Regions from separate parts of the Hordeum vulgare genome. Here region 1 is linked to region 2. A link is a contact called in public Hi-C data. All regions are on one chromosome and are shown on one strand. The core of a region is the stretch at or near the end of the contact, and the rest is flanking DNA. Distances in the headings are between cores, read along the strand shown.

Region 1 (2,821 bases), core at 247-2,746, 98 kb after region 2:
GGGCGCTGCTGTGTAGGGGGGTCGACCCATTCTCCCCCACTTCTCATGTATTGAGATTTGAAGCTCTCCATGTCAATCAAACAGAGGCAAGAGTAGGATATTACACTGCACGATGTCCCGAACCTGGGTAGCTTGCGCGTCTTCGTCGTGTTTTGTGAGAGTGTGTGCCCTAGTCACCGTCTCACTATAGTTGTGGTCCGATCTTAGGCTACCAAGAAAAGCTCACAGTGTTTGAACCTTGGTTTTTTGGAGAAGTCCTTGGACGCAGGTCCCAGGCTCCGGCAGGTTTCCGATGCAAAATGACTCTACAAAATAATAAATGAAGGCATCTATGTTACTAGATCTATGACACTACCCACTATGAAAATAGTAACATAGACTAGTAATATATGCATGTTACTAGTGTAAGTTAGGGCATGTTTTGGATTGTTCCGTTTCATCAAAATTAGTTCCGCTCCATCAAGTTTACTTTGGAGCAGTTTCATACAGGAGTTGCAACTCTTTCAAAGAGAAAGTTTGGCTTTCATCTAGCTTGAGCTTCACAAATGGAAAATTTGGTGGAGAAGATCTATTTGATTGGACGAGAGGGAAGAAACAAAGGGGTATCCACTTAGTGATGGGAGTGATGGGTAATTTTCTTCCAACTTCACCTTCTATAATTTTATGAAGCCCCCCCTAGAGAGTTTCACAAAAAACAAGGAGTTGTATCCTAGATTCTTGTTTTTTAGCGGAGCGGTATCTCAGGGCTTATTTAGGACTGCTCCATTCCTAGAAATTCAGCTTCGCTCTAGAAAATACAAGGCAAACACGATAGCTCCACAATATACCGCTCCATAAAAAAAATAGAATCTCGGATACAACTCCATGTTTTTTGTAAAGCTCTCTTTAGGAGGTGCTCCAAAAAAAAGCTGTAGTTGGAAGGAAATTACCCATCACTGTCACTAGTAAGTGGATACCCTTTTGTTTCTTCTTACTCATCGAGTGATATACTCCCTCCGTCCGGAAATACTTGTCCAAAAAATTGATATAATGGATGTATCTATAACTAAAATAAGTCTAGATACATTCATCTCTAGGACAAGTATTTCCGGACGGAAGGAGTATATCCTTTCCACCAAATTTCTCATTCTTGAAGCTGGAGGTAGATGAAAGCCAAACACTCTTTTTGAAAGGGTTACAACTTCTGTAATTCCAAAGTAAATTAGGTGAAGCAAAACTATTTTAATGGATTAAAGCAGTCCCGTCCTAATGCTATCTTGTTTGGCTTACTTTTTTAAAACAGGGCTGATTTTTATGAAGCCACAGGAGTTTCAAACATGCCTTACTCTCCACTCCACATATGACTAGCCTAATGGTCTCCTCAAAATAATCCTGAAAAAATGAAACCTCCGCCGCCGCGCGCGACGTGTCACTGTCAAGCGGCCCAATTGCGTGGCTGCCTTGACATGGGCCCACGGATCATCAAGACCTAACCAGCTTAACCCACCCGTGAACACATTGACCTCCCCGGCCCCCGCACTGGTGCACACCCCACCCTCCGCAATCCCGTCCCCCCAAACCGCTTCCCCCCGAACGCAGGGCGGCTCAACGCGTCCCCATCCCCTCATGGACGCCGCGAGCCGCACCTGGCCGCCGCCCAACCCCTCGCCGTCTCCCTTCTCCTCCCGGCTGCGCGCGTCCTCGGACCCCCACCGCCGGCGCCGCCGCCGCCACTCCAAGAAGCCCAAGCCGGAGCCGCCTGCTCCCCCGCCCAAGAACGCGCCCGTCTGCTCCGGCGCGGACTTCGCGTCCCTCCCGCCGGAGCTCCTCCACCGGGCGCTGTCCGCGGTCGGCGCCGCAGACGTCTCGGCCGCCAGCCGTGCGTGCCGCTCGTGGCGGGACGCGCTGCAGCCGCTCCGCGAGGCGGCGGCGCTGCACGCGCACGGGCGCCGCCTCAAGCACGGCCCCGCCGTTCCCGCCGGACTCGACGGCGAGGGGCGGCGCGAGGCGGCGAGGCATAGCGCGCTGGGCCTTTTCAAGCGGGCGGCGAGGCTGGGGTCCGCGGCCGCGATGGTGGACGCCGGGCTGATGTGCTGGGAGGAGGGGCGGCGGGAGGAGGCGGTGGGGTACTACCAGGCGGCGTCGGAGCTGGGACACCCTGTCGGCATGTGCAATCTCGGAGTGTCCTACCTCGAAGGTATCGTAGATTTGGCCTATATTTCCTTTCTTGGAGGGTTGTTCCAGCAGGTAGCAAAATGATTGATAGGACGAATTTGTCTAGTCCCGAAGTATCCTGATTGGCAAGCCAGGCGTGATTAGATTCCTTTGCGGCACAGTCGAGGTTATAGTCTTTCAAGTAAAATCAATGACATATGACTTAGATGTGCAATGCATAGGGCACATCTAGATGTGGTTTAGCAAAACTGTTTAAGTAAACTATGAGGGTCTTTCAGTCTGATTATAACCTCTAAAGGGTGGTAAATACCCAACTTGCAGAGGAAATACCTTTTATGTATCTTATCGACTTTTTTGAAATCAAACTCTTCATCTCAGATCATTAGAAATTCAGAATTGACAATGTTGCCAAATCTCTTTACACTACAGCTGATCCACCCCAGGCCGAGGAAGCTGTTAGATGGTTTTATCCAGCTGCATCCGCAGGCAATGTTCGTGCCCAGTACAACCTAGCCCTCTGCTTGCAGAATGGAAAAGGAATCAAGCGTAATCAACGGGAAGCTGTAAGATACCAGCTCTGTGTTACACAACTGTGCTTTACAAAACAATTCCCATATCAAAATAATTAGTTACTCTAGACGCTTACAGGTGCAACCAGTTTCATTTT
Region 2 (2,700 bases), core at 39-2,538:
GGAAGCCCTAAAAATGGCAATTCCTCTTCGGTGGCTTCAGCAATTATCGATGACTACTTCTTCATGGCTTCTGATTTCAATCATGTAGTTTATGATCATTGTTTCACATAGCCCTTGAAATGGCCAGGCTTGTTAAATTTTCTTCTCCTAGTTGTTGGTTAGATTCAACACCTCCTGAGGTTCTCTCCTTACTTGTAAATGATACTACTATTCTAGACTCTGAATAAAGGAGGGAAAGTTTCAAAAAAAAGGAGAAGGTTCTGCTCGGGTTTAACTTTCAATTGTTTTATTACCTCCGTCTCCTTTTTCCTTTTTTCTAATTCCTTTTTTTCTCTTTTTTCGTTTTCTGTGTGTTACTGTTTTCCTTCTTCCTCGTTTCTTTCCTCATCATTTTTTTACTTTCCTAAATGCGTGAACATTTTCGAAATCGAGGATTTTTTAAATTTGATTAAATTTTGTTTGCAAAATGATTGTACTCTTTCTATGAAATTGTGAACTATTTTTAAAATTTAATTATATGTTTTTCAAACTCGATGGACTTTTTCAATTTGATAAAAAATCAAAATTGATGAACTTTTCTCAATGTTTATGAAAAAACAAATTTGATTAACATTTTTCAAATATCGTGAACTCTTTTCAAAGTGTATGAAAAAAAATCAAATTCGATGAACTTTGTTCAAATCAGATGAACTTCTTTCTAAAATTAGGTGAACTTTTTCCAGATATGTGAACTTTTTTCAAAATTAATGAACTTATCTCAAAGTTTATAAAAAAATCAAATTTGATTAACTTTTTCAAATTTGGTGAACTCTTTTCAAAGTTTATGAAAAAATCAAATTTAATGAACTTTTTTCAAATCGGATGAACTTATTCCTAAAATTAGGTGAACTTTTTCAGATCTGTGAACTTTTTTTCAAAAATTTGATGATTTCTTTTAATTTTTTATTAACTATTTTTTCTAAATTGTTATTTTTCAAAATCAATAAACTTTTCTTGAATAGGGTAAGTTTTTTTTTTTGCATGTTTATGAACTTTTTTTCGAAATCTGCAAAGTTTCTTTTTTAATGAAAATCATGTATGAGCGGTGAAGATAGTTTATAGAAATTTAGCACTGCAGTATGTCATATGTGGCGGCATGCCCTATTGGTTACCGAAAACATTTAACGTAGTGCAAGTCGCTAGTTCAATTCTCTGCGCGAACATAATTTTTTTCGAGCATTTTCTGCAGTGCCCCGTCGTGGGCCGGTCCATTTTGAGCTGTAGTGAGCGCCCCTTCTCCTAATGGGCGCCGAAGGCGCTGACTAGCGACTCCCCATACATGGTCACTTCGTGAAACTGTCACTCCCTCACGTAGGTATTGGGCTGACCTATCTTTTTCTTTTCTTCGCTGGCGACTCGCTCAGGTTTCGGACGAAGATGATCGTAATATTACGTTGCTTTTCTGTGTTTTTTTGAGTTTTCTTAGTTTTCATCCTTTTCAGCACATGCGTACATCTTTTTACACATTATCACTTTTTTGTACACGTCAAGAACATTTCTGTATTATATGTTTAATTTCCACATAATATTTGATTAGCATTTTAAAAAAATATATGTATTCATGTCTATTTTTTTCACACATATTTCTATTTTTTCGGTACACACATGAACAATTTATATACAGGTTTAACATTTTTCATACACATGATTAACATGTTTGCATATATATGTTTTGATGTCTACTTTTCTTGGTACCTCGTATCTTTTTCTTATACATACTAAATCTATTTTTATATATGTTTAATATATTTTAGTACATATTTAATATTTATCATATACATGATTAACATTTTCTGTAATATTTATTTTAATATATTTTTTCATACACATTATACATTTTTGATATGTATGTAATTTTTAAAGTAGTTATAACCATTCAAATGAGCCAAACAAGATATGTGGCAAAAATCATTTAAAAGCTATACAAGCCTGTGCAATAAGTTAATGCAAAGGAGTCACACATGAGCAGATCTACAAGCACTAACTTGGACAAAAATTACAGATTCCGGGACTTAGTGAAAATCTCAGATTTTCACGAGTTGCTTATGCTCTGAAGCGTTTTGGCAGCCTCCAAAATGATACTACAGGAAGTGAGTAAGCATGAAATTTAACAGGGAGCTAGACAAACACAAAAGCTCACAAACTTTAGTTTGTTGCATGGGCTGATTCCCAACACGTGAGCTTTTGCAACCAAAACAACATGGGAAGAAAATAACAGCGGATTCTCAGACTTCGTGAAAATCACAGATTTTCACAAGTTGTCAGTTTCAGCCAAGTGTCAACTTTGACAAGGCACAAAAGGTGAATAAAAATTTCTATGAATAAAACAAAGACCCCATGTTGTCGAGGGGTTCACCCACAACTACTACATCAAGGATTCATTCTCATAGGGTCAAAGCACCACATAATACAAAGCTCTAAACATGGCATCATGACAGAAAAATGACAGTTTATGAAGTTGCTCTAAAGTGAAATCTGATTGCACCACTGGATTCCTGGGATGTTTCTACCCAAAAGCATATATAATACATGGGTACTTCCATGTAACATCTAGGCACAAAGCTAGCTCGAAACACAACCCTAGGATCCAACAAGGCATGTAGGAACAATATCACATGTAAATTATCACTTGTAGCATCAACTACTCCTACATATGCATAC

The links. A called contact is a pair of places that touch in the nucleus more often than the background predicts.
Region 1: a contact with region 2 is called in a Hi-C map of leaf, with 3 times the contacts expected there. The contact joins the promoter of LOC123426998 here to the enhancer-like site in region 2. A contact is called at or near these places in 2 of 6 Hi-C or Micro-C datasets (leaf and seedling).

The regions. Positions count from the first base shown.
Region 1 is chr2H:525,108,904-525,111,724 of MorexV3_pseudomolecules_assembly, forward strand. LOC123426998 (F-box protein At1g70590) reads left to right here and starts at 1,497. Exons shown (of 5, transcript XR_006622353.1): 1 at 1,497-2,176; 2 at 2,584-2,717.
Region 2 is chr2H:525,010,708-525,013,407 of MorexV3_pseudomolecules_assembly, forward strand. No RefSeq gene overlaps it. Among protein-coding and RNA genes, the nearest start is that of LOC123428596, 18 kb to the left of the region's middle. Within about 2 kb of position 1,289, at least 3 of the 3 cell types and tissues checked have open chromatin away from gene starts, as enhancers often do. A contact at or near this core is called in leaf and seedling, where this site is marked.